Regions from separate parts of the Canis lupus genome. Here region 1 is linked to region 2. A link is a contact called in public Hi-C data. All regions are on one chromosome and are shown on one strand. The core of a region is the stretch at or near the end of the contact, and the rest is flanking DNA. Distances in the headings are between cores, read along the strand shown.

Evidence for each region. Hi-C and Micro-C count contacts between places; a contact is called where the count stands out from the background.
Region 1: a Hi-C map of skin fibroblasts shows a contact between it and region 2, with 2.1 times the contacts expected there. The contact joins two enhancer-like sites. A contact is called at or near these places in 3 of 9 Hi-C or Micro-C datasets (amygdala, blood and skin fibroblasts).

What each region holds. Positions count from the first base shown.
Region 1 is chr17:26,285,276-26,289,253 of UU_Cfam_GSD_1.0, forward strand. All of the region lies in intron 3 of LTBP1 (latent-transforming growth factor beta-binding protein 1), which reads left to right. Among named protein-coding and RNA genes, the nearest start is that of LTBP1, 63 kb to the left of the region's middle. Within about 2 kb of position 2,171, at least 2 of the 20 cell types and tissues checked have an H3K27ac peak or open chromatin away from gene starts, as enhancers often do.
Region 2 is chr17:26,034,717-26,039,265 of UU_Cfam_GSD_1.0, forward strand. TTC27 (tetratricopeptide repeat protein 27) reads left to right here. Exons shown (of 20, transcript XM_038561237.1): 14 at 2,801-2,899. Among named protein-coding and RNA genes, the nearest start is that of TTC27, 140 kb to the left of the region's middle. Within about 2 kb of position 1,720, at least 2 of the 20 cell types and tissues checked have an H3K27ac peak or open chromatin away from gene starts, as enhancers often do.

The DNA.
Region 1 (3,978 bases), core at 921-3,420, 250 kb after region 2:
TTTGGATGCAGGCTAAGGAGTTATGTAGAGTCTAATGATTGTCTCTAGATGTTAAGTCAAAGGATCTGTCATCTTAGCCACTTGAGGAATGGAAAATGGGCGGTGTCTTTGAAAGCTTTCTTTTTCCGTCTTCCACTGTGTTCCTGGATTCAAGTTCACTGACCTGTAATCAGAAGCAGATTCTATTTCCTTCTGTGTTAATCAAACTAACACTCTTCAAAATGCATTTGGTGATCATTCATCATACTCTGTAGAAAAATCAAGGTCTTTTTTTTCTTTTTCAGTTATCAGACTCCCAATTTTCTACCTTTTATCTTTGTTGACTTTGCAGCTTTTGCTGTAGTGTGTTATCTTATCCTTTCCAGTATAAATCTCATTGCATCCACTCTGGTTTTTGTGCTATACTAGGAATGTTCAGCTCACCTATACTTCTCCTTTAGTAGGTGACTGAAATTCCACGTTGTTCATGATGTTATTACCGATCGCTGAAAGTGAGTCTTGGGTACTTGGGTGCATGTGCACACACAGGTGTGTAGCAACCTACATGTTGATCAGCTCTAGATATTGTTCTAGTTGGATTGCATTATCTGGCTTCTAGTTGGATTGTATTCTCATTAGTTGTTGAAAGCCATGTAATAAAAAGAAATAATAGTAATTAAAATCTGAAACAAATTTTATTGTTTATTGTGTAATATCAAATTATCGATTTTGTTTCAGACTTGTTTAACTTAGCTCTTGAGGCCTAGGGGTTCCTAGGAAAGTTTTTGTGATTTGCTCTGTAAGGTAATCAGTCCAGCCCCAGGCTACTTGATAATAATGCTAGGATTACAAAATCAGAAATATTTTCCAAAGCTAGTGAGTAAATATTGTGCTTCTCTTAAAAAAACTTCCATATATCACCTTTATATTCAAATTAATTTGGGATGTTCATAGAACATAAGGATTTTTTCCTAATTTGAAGGATACATACACCCCATGTTTGTAGCAGCATTATGAACAATAGCCAAATTATGGAAGGAACCCCAAATGTCCATCGACTGATGGATGGATAAAGGAGATGTGGGTACACACATGCATACACACAGGAATATTACTCAGCCATAAAAAAGAATGAAATCTTGCCTTTTGCAATAATGTGGTTGGAGCTGGAGAGTATAATGCTAAGTGAAATAAGTTAGAGAAAGACAAATACCATATGATTTCACTCATGTGGAATTTAGGAAATAAAATGAATGAACATAGGGGAAAAAGAGAGGCAAACCCAGACACAGGCTCTTCACTATAGGGAACACACTGATGGTTGCTGGAGGGGAGGTGGGTAGGGGGATGGGCTAAATGGGTGATGAGGATTAAGGTGTGCACTTGTGATGAGCACCAGGTGTTGTATATAAGTGATGAACCATTAAATTCTATTCTTGCAACTAATACTACACTGTATGTTAACTAGAATTTAAATAGAGACTTGGAAAAAAAAAAACCCGTAAGGCTTTTTGGTTAAGCTTTACTAGGAAGTCTTTGGCAGGAAACCAAAAGAAATGATTTGGGACCTCCCCTCCAATCTCACATGTATTTATTGAATACTTACTATGGGTCAGATACTGTGCTAGGGGTTCAAGTAAATATTCTTTAATTTCAGCAAACAACCTGTACCTGTTGTGTTTATTTTCTGTTTGTAGGATGAATAGTTACTTTGGTGTTTTTAGTAGAAGTGTTGTATTTTTATAGGACAAAGTATATGTAGTGCTGTTTCATTTTCTGGCACTAAGTCAGATATTTGACTTGTTTCATCAAAATCCAGTTCTAGCATTAACAGTCCTGAAATTAATTAATCAAATGATTAGCTTGCTGTATCATCACACCAGGCACCATTTCCGACTTGTAGACATAGTGCTCTGGAAGATCAAACCCAACCCTAACCAACCTTACAAATTCAAACCAGTTTAGTTGGGGTATTTAAATGAGAGCTGGGAAAGAGATTTTTGCTTGGTCAGAAACACGCAGCAATAATAGTGTGTGAATTCATAGTTCCTGTAGGGTTTGGAAGAAAGGGCGAGGCCAGCCACAGGAAAAAAGGGCATTGTATGTGTGTGAGAGATATTTCGCAGAAACAGCAGTGTCTAAGAGCTTAACTGGGTGCAGCTGGACAGGCTTCCTTTTGTACGGAGATGCTGCCTCTAGTGTTAAGGGAGAAAACCTATCTGAAGAACTACTGTGACATTAGGGTGCCATCTGTCTTGAAAGTGAATTATTTTTTATAGTCTCCTTCAGAGTAGTTTCCAGACAATTAGAAAACTTCAATGAGGGTGGGTGCTGTTTTGCGTATGGACAAGTTCCTTCAGGCAAGAGCCTTGAAAGCTTTATTTCAAAGGGGAATCACATTGGGAGTTCTCACTGTGGTGTGATGAGGCTGCTTGCCACAAAGCTCCCAAGAACTACACACCTGTCCAGGTTCGTGGGTGAAAGAAGAATCTATGGCACAGCCTGTGCACCTTCTCTCTCCTGATTCAGCCTGTGATGGGTTTCCAAGACCTCTTCCTCTCAAGATGGTAATTTCCCCCTGAAATCAGAGTTTGACTTTTTCCTCTCAGCGTTTGGAGTTTCTTTTTGAGGGGATGGTGACATGAATACACATATCCACAGAGTTGGAAAATGAGACAAAACCTGAAGGTTTGCTTCTTAAAAAAAAGGCTAAAAATAGTTTTAATTCTCAGATTTTCTTGGAATAAATTCAAATGAAGAAGAATGCTAGAAACATTTAAACAATACAAATGCTGATCAATATTAATGAAGATTTTTAAAAGCTTAAGTGTTTGGAGTTGACATAGCAGTGGTGACATGTTGGCGAGTTTTTTCTTTTTGGTTAGCTGGACTGCTACTTAAGATTGTGTAGTGTAAGTGTGTATAAACCTCAGTTAAACTATTAACGTTTGCATTTTAAAGTCTGCATGGATCAGAAAATGGAGTTAGTATTTCATATCCTCTAGAATGATGACAGGCCATGGAAGTATAGGACAGTGCTGGCACATTTTCAAAGGCATTCTTCCCTGGTCTGGATACCATCATAGACACAACTGCAGTTTGGTTGATTTATTATATACACAACATGTATAATAGTTTGGAAGTTGGGTTTTTGTTTTTTGGTTTATTTTGCTTTTACATGCATTGGTTAGAGTTGATTATGTAAAGGGTTTGAAATAGTGTCTGGTTTAAAAACTTTGGGGCTGATATTCTTATCTTAAAAAAGACTTGGAACTAATGAATCTAGAAAATGCAAACATCAACACAGATCAATTCATAAAAGGATGTCAGCTGAGAAATGTGAACATAATTTGAACTTTTACGATTATGCCATTGGGCAGCAGGTGGCAAGCTTTGCTTTTCAATGAACTCCAGTTTTATTTTTGTACCATAGAATGCCAAAATTTGAAGAGGGTGGTTTGAATCCACTGGAATATGTCATTTCTTGGCAGTGCAACCTCGAGCCACCTCCTTTGCTCATTGTGCATAATTGCCTTTCTTTGGATGCTGAAGCTGATCCTTCGGTTCCCCTTGTTGGGGGAATTAATTCATATGAGCAACGCTTTATTCTCTGATGATTTTAGTAACACATTGTAGGGGAGAAAATAAATTAAAAACAAATGAGTTTTTTGAGGCAATCTGGGTATGGTTTGTAAGAGGTTTTGTTGTACAGTCTTAATGCTAACACACACACACACACACACACACACACATAACTTATTTTGCTTCCACTTAAAAAAAGATCACTTTTAACTGACTAGAAACCTTATCACAAATAAACAGAACTTAATGGAGTTCTATGAAAGAATTTTTGGAAAATTAGAGAAGAAAAATACTTTTGAGCCCAGGATTGAAAACCATTGCCTTCCCTTAGGCTGTACTCTGTGTTTAGTCAGGATTTGGATCCCAGTCTGGTAAAGAGACTCAGTCAAAGGTGAGAGTGATAGTAGGGTGGGCACT
Region 2 (4,549 bases), core at 470-2,969:
TTGTAGAGTTAAATAAAATGTCACTAAAATTAATTTCACCTATCCCTTTTTACTCTTTACATATGGCTTCTAGACAACCATGATAAGGCTAACATTATATCCCCACGTGATTGCACTGGACTGGAAGGTAGAGGTCTTTGGTACTCAACTATATACGATTTTAATTTGGGGAATCATCTGAGAAGTTTTTTTGAGGGCTTTTGATTTTTTTCTCTTACGATGTTCTGTTCTTAAGAGCATGACCTGAATCAAGATGCCAGTCATTATTGGTAATAATAGTTTAAGTAATAGTTTAAAATGAAAAAACCAAGAGAGACACCAATATTCTCCTTAGTTCTCCAAATTGTGAGGATCTCAATGGAGAAGCAAGATATGAACGCATTATTTATGGTTTAGTGGTTCAGCTACAAGTAATTAGAAGATCTTAGAGTTTGTTTTTTAAAAAGCCATTTCATGATTTCAAAGAATAGGGTGTGTGCAAAAGTCATCTCCTATGTAATTATATCTTATCAACAGATGGAAATCTACTAGCAGCTAATGATCCTAGAATTTTCCTTCAGATGCAAATTATTAAAACAACACAAATGACCAAAAGTAAAAAAAAAAAAAGAGAGAGAGAGAGAGAGAACCATAGTGCTATCTATTAAATTAAGTCATCTGTCTGATTTTCATTAAATTTATTTTGGTTTTAAGACACTGGTTACAAAACATTGACTTGTTTCAAAACTTTAAAGGTAAATAGTAATCTCATTGCCAGCTTGTTTTAGAGCTGTGAGGAATTGCTAATTTTAGACATTCGTAACCTTTGTCTTTCCAGGTGGATTGAAAAATAAAGTTCTCTATTTACATCTTGAATTTACACTTTTTTTTTTTTTTAATAACAACACATGTGAAATAGTTTTGTGGGAAGGTTATTTGCAGAGAGCAAGCACAGCACATGCATTTTGAGAACTTTGAGGGCTGTTCTCATTTTTTTGCTTTAGACCCAGAAATGAGGTATCCCTCCTTTCAAGTAAACTAGTCACCACAATTCATTAGATATAAGATGCCATTAGTTGGGGACGCCTGGATGACTCAGCGGTTAATAAGTTCTGCTTTCAGCTCAGGGCCTGAACCTGGAGTTCAGGGATCAGAGTCCCACATCGGGCTCCCTGAGGGGAGCTTGCTTCTTCCTCTGCCTGTGTCTCTGCCTCTGTGTCTCTCATGAATAAATAAATAAAATCTTAAAAAAAAAAAAAAAAAAAAGATGCCATTAGTTGTGACAGACACATCTTAGGTGCCACCTTATATAAAAAATAAAATGCCTCCAATAAACTCCAATAAGCTATCGGATCTATCTCAGAGATGTTGAATGGCGAAAAAAAGGTGTACCTTATACCTGATGAAATATAACACATAACACACAGATTTTGAAACTTTCACCTTAGTTAGAAGTTAGCTTGTTTTATATATTGTTTAGAAGTTAGCGTCAGACTTCGGGCCAGCTCAGAAGGTATCATTAGTAGTGTGTTTAGTCTCTCTATTCTGTAAATAATTGACAGAAGGAAGGTGTAATGAGGTCATTTTTCAGTTGCTGGTAGTCCCTTGATTCAGAAAAGTGAACTTCTAACTTTGCTTCAACCTGATAGCTCCAGCATTCCCCCCACCCCCCCCAAACACACACCCATCTCCTTTCAGCAGTTACCTATCCCTCTAACAAAATCTGTTCTCCATAAAGGCTCCTGATAGCAGTTATTTATAGCCTCTTGTGAATTCAAGGCAAAGTGTTAAATTGCCCAGGGATGTTTGCTTTCTGAGCCTTATCTCTAATTATCGGCTAAAAATCTTTATCTGCTTAAAAACCGTTCAGGCCTCAACTAGCCATACGGAACAAGTTTTGTGGAAATGGCCAGGGGAGGGAGGGGTGCACCGGCCGTCTCCTGCGCTGCCTCTGTGGAAGGCTCCGAACAGATAACAAAGCACCTCCTTTCCTTTCCCACCCTGAAGGGTGTCACCAAACCTGTCCGCGGGCTCCCTGCTTTGTCCCGGGAGTCAGGGAGCGGCAGCGGCATGCTCCTGCTGCCCTTACTAACTGCATCGGAAAGGAAAGCAAACTTGACTGCGTTTCTGACTAATTTCATTGAATTTTTATCAGTTTTATCGTTCTTTTGATAGAGCCTATTGAATTTTAAGGAAATGCTGCGATATGAAGAATTCTGTAATTTCAATAGCTACTTCCTACTTTCACCTGTTTTTTTTTTTTTCCCCCTAAATCTCTCTGCTAACACATCTTACTGTTGACTCAAGTCAGGCTTTCTAATTTGAATGGCGTTTGGTAATCCAGATGCTCAGCCTGCTGTCTCTAAATTATTTTCAGACATGCCGAAGCAGATACAGGCTAGGGCATTTGCTCTCAGTTAAATTACAGAATTGTTTGGGGCTAACTTAAAGATGAAAGCAAGAGCTTTTCTTCTGAAGTTTGTTATACATGATCAGTTGTGAATTTGCTGATACTTTGTATACTTTTGACATAGTTGATACTCAGTAAAAAGGTTAGAGTAATCCCACTCTCAGAGTATCAAGGTTTATGGATGGCTCTTGATGGCATTCATGGTATTTGGTGAATACAAAGAATGGTCCTTCTCAGCAAGATATACAGTGATACTGCACGTGCTTTTGGTGTTGTATTAGCTTTGAAAATTTATATGAAAAAATTCACCTCTAGTACTCAATTTCCTACATTGAAATGAATGTAGACTGTAAAGTAAATATCTTATAGATCTCTATATGTTTGAGTGACTTTGACCTTTTGTCTTTGCAGCTTGGGGTGTGGTTTTCTCTTGGCTGTGCCTATTTGGCGTTGGAAGACTATGGAGGTTCAGCGAAGGCATTTCAGCGTTGTGTGACTCTAGAACCCGATGTGAGTTTGTTCAGTCTGCTTTCCTTCTCGCAGCGCTTTAATTATTCTCTAAATTGCTTGGATTGTACTATTGTTCAGAATAGCAATTCCTATGGGTATATAGTTTCAGTTATACAAGATGAATAAGTTCTAGAGATCTGCTGTATAACATTGAGCCTGTGGTTAACAGTACTGTGTTGTGTACTTAAAAATTTGTAGAGAGGGTAGATGTCATGTTAAGCGTTCTTCTCACAAAAACAACAGATTAAAGAACAAAAAATTCCGGTCTTCTATTATTTTATGTTACAATAAAAGAACGCCTCCTTTTGTGTTGGAAGAAAGTATACCTTTGACAGAAGATCACACCTTAAGGTAAATTATTCATAAGTCTAGAAATAAATTTCTTCTTATAATAGTCAAGTTATTCATGGAAACAATGTTGATACAACAGTTTTGTAGTTAAAATTATGCTTAATGGAAATACATAGCAAAATGTCACATCTGTTCAGTAATGTGTACTGCCTATGTTAATTGCATTCCTTCTTTTCGTCTAAGATCTTTTAATACGTAATAGTTTTACTGAGATGATAAATCACATACCATATAGTTTGTCCATTTAAAGGGTACGATTCAGTGATTTCTTAGTATATTCAAAATTGTACAACCATGCCACAGTACATTTTAGAACATTTTAATTTTATTTATTTTTTTAGAACATTTTTATTATCATATAAAGAACCCCCTTCTACTCATTAGCAGTCACTCCTCATTTCTACCAAACACCTTCCACCCCCTACCCTCCACCTTCTGCCCCAGGCAACCACTAATGTACATTCTGTCTCTAGATTGGTCTATCCTGGACATTTTATAAATGGAATCATATACTATGTGGTCTTTTGTGTCTTCTTTCACTATGATCAGTGTTTTCATAGTTCATCCATGTTGTCTCATGTATCAGTACTTCATTCCTTTTTATGGTCAAATAATATTCCATTATGTGAGCATATCACATTGCACTTACTTGTTCATCACTTGATGGACATTTGGATTGTTCTGCTTTTTTGCCTATGATGAATTAGGTTGCTCTGAACAGTCATTTACAAGTTTTTGTGTGGACATATGTTTCTTTTTCTCTTGGGTATGTACCTACTTGTAGAATTAGTGGGTATATTAGCTCTGTGTTCAGAATTCTGAGAATCTGCCAGACTGTTTTCTAAGTCACTATTTTATATCCCCACCAGCAAGTATGTGGGGATTCCGGTTTCTCAACATCTTTGCCAGCACTTATTACATCTATTTTGTTGATTCTAATCATCTGAGGAGGTGGCATTGTTTCCCACCTTTGGAGAAATATTTATTGACATCCTTTGCCCATTTTTAAATTGAGTTAGTTATCTTTTATTATTGAGTTGTAGAAGTTTTTTTATACATCCTAGATACAAGGCCCATATCAGATACATGATTCGCAAATTTTTTCTCCCATTCTGTAAATTGTTTTTCACTTTCTTGATAGTATCTTTTGAGGTATGACAGTTTTTAGGTGTTTTTTTTTTTTTTAAGGTTTTATTTATTTATTCATGAGAGGCAGAGATATAGGCAGAGGGAGAAGCAGGCTTCCTTCGGGGGTCCTAATGTGGAACTCAATCCCAGGATCACCATCTGAGCCAAAGG